Linked DNA regions of Zea mays: regions 1 and 2 are each linked to region 3. Evidence: chromatin contacts called from public Hi-C data. All regions are on one chromosome and are shown on one strand. The core of a region is the stretch at or near the end of the contact, and the rest is flanking DNA. Distances in the headings are between cores, read along the strand shown. Region 1 holds the start of LOC100285158. Region 2 holds the start of LOC100384364. Region 3 holds the start of LOC542581 (elongation factor 1-alpha).

Region 1 (3,544 bases), core at 672-3,171, 540 kb before region 3:
TCCATCAGAGCCGACACACCAGAACGGCCCGGAAGAGGCCACTCCTCACCAAGAGAAGGCGGGCGAAACGGAGAGGAGATCCACCCTCCGCAGAAACTTTCACGCGACGAACTCGGAAGCGACCAAAGGCGAGAGAGACGCAAAGCAAGATGGGGAAAGGAATGCGACCCAAGGAAATCAATAGGAAACCCTACCAGCGTACCTGAAGGACTCCGTCCAACCCGAGCCACGCCGCGCTCCTGTAGCAGTGGGCCGCACTCCTGCGCGACCACTCGCAAGGGACGTGGAGAAGACGGCCCAGCAGCAAAATCTTCAACCGAACGGGCCGCCAGCGGACGGAGGAAGACGGACGAGGGAGCATGGCGTCGCCCTTTTTTCTTTTTCCTCATCCTGCGCAGCTCGATCGAAAGGGCTAGCTAAGCCTTCCTTTTGCAGGTTGCGTAGTGAGCTAAATCGCGGGTGTTTGATATTCACTGGGCAGACAATGTGGATGAAGAAATTCTTACCCAGATTAATAGTGGTTGATAGCATAGAGAGACCACTGAGAATTTACTACAAAAATGAGTCAACAATATTCTACTCCTATAACAACAAGTCAAGTGGCCCTGCCATGTTCATTGACATTAAGTTTTATGTTGGTAAGGAGAAGATCCAGGATCACACTATTAAAGTTGAACATATTAGAACCCAGATGCTAGTAGATCCGCTCACAAAAGGCCTTCCATCCAATGTGTTTAGACAACACGTAGCCGGCATGGGGTTAAGGTGGAGCATGTGACCTTGAATCAAAGGGGCTATAGAAAGAAACCTAGTAAAGATATCTCATTTCGATGCAGGGGAGCAATGTTGTAGTCAATGAGTGACGCGACACTTAATCGATCTTCGTTACTCATTGGTCTTGATGTGTAAACTTTGTCGAAGGGTGGGATCCAGAAAAGTTAAGTATAAGAAATGTAGAGAAACAAAGGGGATAATGTTGGATATGTCCTCTACGGTCGATCAATAGGGACCAGATTGAGCTTAACCTAACTAACTCTGCCTAACCTCGCGCCCTTGATCGGAGAGGCCACCCTAACCATGGTTGCAGCTTCCGGTCACACATCACCATATAGAAGGATTAAGGAGGCGGCATGATTAGCCAACGCTAACTACTAGCACCAAAACCCTAATCCACAATTCTAGAGAGGTCCCCATCGCATAGGCTTCGTAGTGATTGGAAGAGTTGTGATCTATAGCGTCGGACAACAACGGCCCAGGATCCGAGCCTCTTCCACATGAGAACCAAGACACCGGCAACCACGCTCCTCCTCTAACGCGCCAAGATCCACCTCCACCACTACAAGATTCAGAAGAATCCTAGGACACTACACACCTCACCAACCTTTTTCCTTAATCAAAGGCAGACGGTACGCCTCTCTCTCTTTGTTTATGTTCATAGATTAGGAAGGCTTAACCCATTCTCTGTTAATTAAGGCTCTCGGATTGCTAAATTAGGACACAGATCCGCTAAAATCATCACATGAATCTTTTCGCCATCTCGTCGAACAACTTTCTTGCGAAATCCGCACGGCCCAGCATCTTGTACATCTCCATCAGAAAACTTAGGCCTTGTTCGTTTGTGTCGGATTGGTGGGTCGGAACTATTCCTAACCGGATTACTTCTCTAATTTATATAAACTTTGATTAGCTGGAACGATTCCGGGTGCAATCCAACGCAAACGAACAAGGCCTTACGGTGTATGCATCCCAGCCGAACCCGGTCTTCACTGCGGCCGCACGCACGCACCTTGCGCCCCTCGACAGACAGCTTCATCACGCCGATTGCCCTGAGCACGAACGGGCAGGTGTAGCTGTCTGCGACGAGGCCGCGCGCGGAGATCGTAGTAAACTGCCATGACGCATGAGAAACTGCCGCGCCTGGCCAGGGTCCTCATCAGTACGTTGCAGTCGCGCAGCGGCATGGCCTGGTGGCACGCCGTCGCCATCGTGGGACATGTGGCCCTGTGGGTAGGAGGCGCCAAGGTGGAATCTTTTGGGGGGCCGTACGTATAGAAACGGGAGAGCGACGCGGATGGTTGTGGACCTGTGGCCTTGTGGGGCAATTGGCTAGATGGGAAAGAAGGTGGCTGTTGTGGTGGGAGGGAGCGTTGCTGGGCTAGCGTGCGCTCACGCCGTGGCTGGCGCGGGATGGGAGGTGGTTGTGCTGGAGAAGGCGGCAGCGCCGGCGGCGGGGAGCGGCACGGGCGCCGGACTGGGCCTCGACGCGCAGTCTATGGAGATTATCTCGCGCTGGATCCCGGGGTGGGGAATCGACGCGGTCACGCTGCCGCTCGCCGTCGATCTGGTAAGTTTCCCCGTCCTCTCCGGATCGCCCGCGCTCGCGTTGAGGTGAGATCCATTGGAAGTTGCGAGTTGACCGTTCAAGGCTACAGAACATAGCCACGGACAGCGCGACGAAGGCGGCGCGGACGCTGGCGAGGGACGAAGACTTCAAATTCCGCGCGGCTCACTGGGGCGACCTGCACCGGCGGCTGCACGAGGAGCTGCCGCCCGCGGTGACCGTGCTGTGGGGGCACCAGTTCTTGTCGTTCGAGGCGCCGGACGACACACGCGGGGTCGTCGCGACGGCCCGCGTGCTGCGGACGGGAGGGACGGTTGAGGCCACGGGGGACCTGCTCATCGCCGCGGACGGCTCCACGTCGTCTGTCCGTCGCAGCTTCTTGCCAGACCTCAAGCTCAGGTTCAGCTGCCTGCGCGTTTGGTTCGATGATTTGGTCCATAGTGACCCATTTCTTACCCGGCGAGTCACCGTGGTCGGGACAGGTACTCCGGGTACTGCGCGTGGCGAGGCGTGTTTGATTTCAGCGGGAAAGAGAGCTCTGACACCATGACCAGCATCCGAAGAGCCTACCCGGAGCTCGGCAACTGCCTCTACTTCGACCTTGCTTACAAGACCCACGCCGTGCTCTACGAGCTGCCCAGGAGCAGGCTCAACTGGCTCTGGTACATCAACGGCCCAGAACCGGAGCTCGCGGTAATGGCCGTCCCCTCACCGCGTCGTTGACGTGCTAGATGCTGCTCGCACGAGGTACTGATGATTATGCTCGATGTTCAGGGGAACTCGGTGACCATGGAGGCGACTGACGCCATGGTGGGACGAATGCGGAACGAGGCGGAGCGCGTCTGGTGCCCCGAGCTGGCGCGTCTGGTCAGGGAGACCGCGGCGCCGTTCGTAAACGTGATCTACGACGCAGACCCGCTGCGGCGGTTGTCGTGGACGGGCGGCCGCGTGGTACTGGTCGGCGACGCGGCGCACCCGACGACTCCGCACGGGTTGCGGAGCACCAACATGTCGGTCATGGACGCGTGCACGCTCGGGCAGTGCTTGGCGAACTGGAACTCAGAGCCGACGCCTGCGCGCGCGCTGGCAGAGTACGAGGCGGTGCGCCTGCCCGTTGTGGCGGAACAAGTGCTCCACGCCCGCCAGCTCGGGCGGCTCAAGCAGGGCCTGCCAGTGGACGGTGAGGCGGAGGACGGGTTTGAC
Region 2 (3,307 bases), core at 507-3,006, 670 kb before region 3:
GGTTCCATAATCCCAAAACTCTACATAATAATTATATTTTTTTATTTATATCATTATTATTCTTATTATTTTCCTGATACAATTTTTTGGGTATTACATGGTTTTTGGACAATATGGAACCGTAATGGTTTGGTAGGAGATGTCTTTTGTGGTGTCTCTATAGTCTATACCTCATGCAATGCATAAAGAGTATTGGTTTTTCATGAATAAACTTGTGTAGTTGTCCTTCATTGATGCATTGAATTTTTTGTTCAATATTTTTGAATGGAGAGAGGGAGAGGAAAGGAGGGAAACACAAGGTTTAAGAGCTAGTTTTTTAATTCTATATACTTGTGGCTCTGCCATTACTTGAGGCATCAAGGATAGTTCTTTCAGATTTTCCTTGATAACTCAGTCATGCTATATAATAACATCAACAACATACTTTCCTATAATGTAGTTTTTTCTAGATATCGTACTATGCTAATATATTGTTTTCTGAACCATGGTAACTGAAACAAACTATTTTAAGATTTATATGTGCAGTAGTTGTCAGCTAAATACATGTAGTTTTTTCATTAAACTGATCCATGCTACGAAAGACTATCAACTATCAGATAGTATATATGTTTTTTAATACTGCTGAATCATGCTAATGTGTTGTTTTTAAAATCCTGACTGAAACATGCTCTTTTCAGTATGTGCAGTAGTTGTTAACTGAATATAATATGCATGACTATGGTAAACTGGTGAACTGATGACCACCCTCCTCCCACAGTTCCATAGATGGGTCGCGGACTATGGTAAACTGGTGACCACCGGTATCGATTCTCTTTTTTCTCCCCGTTTCTTCTTTAGAAGAAAAATGTCAACAACCATGCAGGCTAATACATATGGTAATTTACGGACTACTACAAAATTAAGTGTTGGTTGCTTGATATCAATCCCCTGAAGGCATTAAAAATCAGAGCAACATAAGTTAGAAATGAGGACCTTGGTTCTAAGATTTAACACTTCTTTTAGAGTATTAATGCGAAGGACGAAAGTCTTCAGATGTATATGTAAATGAAAACGAAACATAATGGTGCATGAGAACTTCAAAGGCTAAGCGGCACGAAGCTATGGCCCTTGAAAAAGGTACTTTATGCAGGACACCGTTCATCTATTTATATGGGAGATGAACCGTCTTTGTATAGATTTACAATAATACACATCAAGGTTTACATAAGCCGTTTACAAATGATATCAGGACAATGACGTATTTTCTTCGTCTTCGGCTTTGCGGGTCTCAGCCTTCGTTGTTCGGTAACCTCCCCTCTTGCTCGTGCCGGAAGCTGTTGCCTTCGGCAGCCATCTTTGCTACTTGTGCATAGACGAAACAACATCTTTGTACACTGTTTTAGTCGAAGGTTATCTTCGTCCGCCATAAATGTTCATGCAATAATACACTTATTCATGCCGAAGCAACATGTTAGCCAAGTGACCGTTTATTTGTAAACAAGTGATATTTGGCATAAGAGGCCCCCAAGATTAAGTTTTAGAGGCGTCTTAACTTTGACTAACGAAACAACACATGGTCATACATACATATGTTATTGTTGTACTGTTTTTTTAACGTCTATTTACCCAGTACATTTTTGAAGTATGTAAAGACACTATTTCGAATCCTTTCTGCACTGCACCCGTGGCTCCGCTGCTCCGGCCACCCGGGTCGCTTTGCATTCGCCTTTTTCTCGGCTTTATATAAGGGCTGGTTACTCTTGTTACGGTGGGATCCTGGGCTACCACTCTTGTTACTCGCGTTGCCCAACGGAAGAAAAAGCACCCGTGGAGCTGTACACCGATTTTCATCACTCTCGCCAAGCTTCAGGTATGCTCCTGCCCATCAGCTCATACTACATGCATGCTGGATCGATCTCCGCACGTGGTAGCTTTAGATTTTTGTTCTTGTGTGTGTGTGCGCGCGCGCGCCTCATTATAAAGTTTGAGTATATATATGAGGTAACAAAAAGTGTCGAAGACAATAATATGCCTTGTACAAAAATTGCTAATGTAGAGTAAGTACCACAGAGTTAGAGGTAACGTGCAGCTGCTCCTGCATTTGACGGCGAGGACAGCGCACTATAGCACGCGGCAGTCATCTTGCTGGCCTCGCAAGCTCGCATGGATGCTCGTCGATCTTTTCTTCCCTCTCTCTCTCTCGTCTATTGCGAGGTGCCTCTCTCCTGCTAGCTGTTCGTCGTCCCTGTGTCACTGTGTGTGCCTCGGGTCGGCGCTTTTGAGGCGCCAACTGAGCCAGCAAGCGGCAAGGCCACTGCAGACGCGCAGAGAAACACCGGCTTTTCTTTCGCCGTATGAAGCTGGCGTCAAGCAAGTGAACTCGTCTCTCTCTCTCTTTCCCTCTGCCTAGTGCCTGCAGTGCACTGCACTGTGGAGATCCTAGTCACGCACGCCTCCTCTGCACGCCGGGCGCCAACGATGCGTGCCAACGCCGTCTTAAAACCTCGCCGAACTCATCATTGCCCGCCTTGTTCCCTTCCCGCTCGTCGTCTTGCTCTGTCTGCCGGGCGCTTGCCCTTCCCGCCGTCGCCTCTCGCCCCACCCGACCCGAGTTCCCGACCGTGCACTAGAACTAGTGCTACTACTGCTAGGTGTCTGTAGCTAGCAATGCAAGAGCAAAGATCGTGCATAGATCACGCGAGATTCCCAGCATCTCTGTGGGTAAAAGGAAACAACAAACAAAGGAGAATTCTGAGAGAGAAAAAAGAGAGAGAGAGAGAGAGGAAAGCGCATTCAAAAGCAGGCTGCTTTTGGCTGGCCATCGCAGCAGCGTTTAAAAACAAAACCATTGCCTAGGTCCGGTAGAAAAAAAAAGCTTCTTCTTTTTTCGCGAGCAGGCCGTTTCTTTTATCTCTCTCTCTCTTCTTTTCCGACTGCGCGTGGCCTCGAAGCAGGAGATAGAGAGATAGAGAGGGTAAAATGTTGTTCCAGGTCCTGCACAGTGACTGACAACCTGACCCTGTCCTACCGTGCCACTCATCACTGGTATAATGGTGCCTGCCACCGCTCACGCACGCATCCCATCCATCCATCCATCCATCCGTCGATCAACCGAGCCTCAAGAGGACACACTAGGCCTCTCGGTTCTCAAGAGGCCTCGCCCGTCGCATCACGCGGGCGGCAGTATAATCTCCCGGTGACGACGCAGTTGAGGGGAGGGAGGAGTGACCGACGCGACGCCTCCAGCGTGCCAGCCTGACGAGCCGCGCTCCCCTCCCTCCGGCCCGGCTGCGCCGACGTGACGGGTGGATTCTGCACGCCGCGACGG
Region 3 (3,074 bases), core at 271-2,770:
ATGTAATGAGGCTGGGAAACGATCCCACGGAGTGCTCCCGTGTCCGTCGCCTCGGTTCGGCAGAGGCCAGCAACCGCGGCACCTGGTCCACAGCAGCAGCCACCACGACTCGCTAGGGCTAGGCCGACCTAGATGATATGCAGTGAGCTGATGGGAGGGATGGGCGAGCAAGAATTGGTACAGTAACCGGGAGACGATCTTGATTTATTCCTTATGTCATGAATTCCTTTTTATTTACACCCACACTTTCTAACTTTCGTACAATGATTCGTATATTTAAAACAAGGCTAACTTATGTTCTCATGCTTTACGAACCCTGGCATATGTCGCAAAAAATCCTTACCTAAAGAACTAACTCTGCAGCCTCTTCAAGCTCTAGATTTCAATTCTTATGGCCTAAGAAGTGTTTTTTTATTTCATAATATAAGCTTTCACAACAATCTAATTCTTGGAGTCAGATTCTATAAATACCCAACATTTACTAACCTACATTTTTTTTTCAATTGGTGCCATGACCATCACATAATGTTGATGAGCTATTCCCTCCAAGTTGCTGATTGCATGTGGATTACCATGCATGGCTATTTGCTATTTGGTTGTCTCGACCTTTCTTAGGATCTATTGGATGTAATACATATTATCATTATTTAGCTAATATTTGCTAACTACTACCTAGCAGAGTGGATAGTAGGTTGTGGTGTTTATATCCATAACTAATGGGTTAATTAATAATTGGAGAGTAATGTTCCTGTTAGCCCCCATTGTTTGGGTAGATAGTAAGATAATGGGGATTTAGAAACAATCTAAAGTTTATTACAATCTGTTATCTAGACCTATTTATATCCATAGAGCTAAAGTTTAGCAGATTGCTACATCCTCATTATTAGTTTGGAGCCAAACATGTCCTGATTGTATAATTTAAATGTTTATAGGAGTAACCAATTTGTTTTAGCTTTGCTATTTTACGAGTGTCAAGATGCTTAACTATTTCATACTTGCTTTGTAGGAATGTTCGATGCCGACAACATCTTGCTCTACCAGAAGGTACCAGCTCCAAATCAAGAACCAAAATTTAGGAAAAATACGAACTGCAACCTTATCCGTCATCTTTAGTAATTCATGTGTTTATCTTATTTGCACCAAGAACTATGCTGGAGGCTATAAAACTATGAATGTTATTTGTGACATGTAAATAATACTAGCTTGTACATGCATCTAAATGCATATAAGAAACACAATGCACCTTTTGTTTGCATTCCATGTAAATTATAAATTAAATCCAAACATTGAAAAATTACAAAACACACACACACAACACTATGCGCGCATGGGCGCGCGCAAGACACTAGTACATAATAATAACGATATTGTTCGCTTCGGATTAAATTAAACCAAGCGAGTATGCGTGCATGTGTACGTCGGATGCTTTGTTTGTTCATTTGTGGCCCGTGAAGTAATATTTGGGCCCAATAGCCCATTCATCCATGTCCTAACCCTAGGGCGCGTTCCTTATAAAACCTATCTCCATTCTGTTCTCACTCTCAGACACCAGACGCAGTCGGCTGCCGCAGACTGGTAGTAGCCGGCGCGCCGTCACCGTATCCTCAGATCAGAGGCGAGCAGAAACCACACCACTCTACTGACGCCCGACGAGGTACACTTCCGCGCGCGCGCTTCTCTTCCTTCTTTTTTCGCTCGACGAGGTACTCTGCTTCACGCGCGGGCGCGCTTCTCTTCCTTCTCTTTTCGCTCTGCCTTGAGCCTGTTCGTTTGATGCCCAGATCTACTAGGTTTGTCGATCGTCGTTATGTGTGATGAGCTGAGCCGATTCATGCACTGTATTTTTAATTAAGTGTTTTTTTCCTCCGCCGCTACCTTTATTGTCTATGTATGAACTTGCAGCTTACAACTGGTTATTGAGCCATAAATTGTAACTGAGTTTCCGAGATCTATAATATTACGTGGCTGAGGCGCTTCATCTCTGTTTTGTTTGTATGACAGTAGGAGTACTAATCCAAGTTTAGCTTCCGCTTCTTCATCTACCTTTAGTATGTATTTCGTATATAAATACGATTGCAGTTTGCAACTGATTCTCGGCCATAGATGATTACCGTTGCGTTGTTCATCGGGTCTAGTTTCGGATCTCTGATGTTGTGTGGGTGGGGTACTTCGACTTGGGTTTTCCTGCCCTTTGTTTGATTACTGGTTTATTGACATATATTTATCTATTGACTTTTTATCTGCTATGTTTGATGTAAGCAGCAGTGTAACATTTTCCTTCAGCCATGGGTAAGGAGAAGACTCACATCAACATTGTGGTCATTGGCCATGTCGACTCTGGCAAGTCGACCACCACTGGCCACCTGATCTACAAGCTTGGAGGTATTGACAAGCGAGTGATTGAGAGGTTCGAGAAAGAGGCTGCCGAGATGAACAAGCGGTCATTCAAGTATGCGTGGGTGCTTGACAAGCTCAAGGCTGAGCGTGAGAGAGGTATTACAATTGATATTGCCCTGTGGAAGTTCGAGACCACCAAGTACTACTGCACTGTTATTGATGCCCCGGGACACCGTGACTTCATCAAGAATATGATCACTGGCACTTCCCAAGCTGACTGTGCTGTTCTTATCATTGACTCAACCACTGGTGGTTTTGAGGCTGGTATCTCCAAGGATGGCCAGACCCGTGAGCATGCTCTCCTTGCTTTCACACTTGGTGTGAAGCAGATGATTTGCTGCTGCAACAAGGTATGATTCCAGGAATTTCTATTTATTCTGGTTCATGAACTGAGATGCCTGTAAATGTATTTCAATAGTCTAGCAATATTTATCTTCTCTCAGTATTACTGCCTTCAAGTTGAAAATACTGCATTTGTGCTGTGATTGAATAGCTAATGTTAGTTGTATGCTAGTTTTGACAAAGTGAAACACTGATTGCTTGCATTTTAAAGGCCATCTGCTTCCTACATGTTTATGTATGATAGCAATCCATCTTTATTACTTCGCAAGTTAACATCTTTATTACCTCGCAAATTGGCATAATATAATATGGTTTTCCAGGATTTTTTCCCAATA

The links. A called contact is a pair of places that touch in the nucleus more often than the background predicts.
Region 1: a contact with region 3 is called in a Hi-C map of endosperm, with 3 times the contacts expected there. The contact joins the promoter of LOC100285158 here to the promoter of LOC542581 in region 3. A contact is called at or near these places in 2 of 25 Hi-C or Micro-C datasets (endosperm and leaf).
Region 2: a Hi-C map of endosperm shows a contact between it and region 3, with 2.7 times the contacts expected there. The contact joins the promoter of LOC100384364 here to the promoter of LOC542581 in region 3. A contact is called at or near these places in 2 of 25 Hi-C or Micro-C datasets (endosperm and tassel).

What each region holds. Positions count from the first base shown.
Region 1 is chr9:91,852,547-91,856,090 of Zm-B73-REFERENCE-NAM-5.0, forward strand. LOC100285158 reads left to right here and starts at 1,922. Exons shown (of 4, transcript NM_001370701.1): 1 at 1,922-2,344; 2 at 2,433-2,740; 3 at 2,824-3,034; 4 at 3,116-3,544. The coding sequence starts at 2,111.
Region 2 is chr9:91,719,210-91,722,516 of Zm-B73-REFERENCE-NAM-5.0, forward strand. It overlaps LOC100384364, which reads left to right and starts at 1,757. Exons shown (of 23, transcript NM_001362352.1): 1 at 1,757-1,849.
Region 3 is chr9:92,391,236-92,394,309 of Zm-B73-REFERENCE-NAM-5.0, forward strand. It overlaps LOC542581 (elongation factor 1-alpha), which reads left to right and starts at 1,521. Exons shown (of 3, transcript NM_001112117.2): 1 at 1,521-1,654; 2 at 2,263-2,747. The coding sequence starts at 2,286.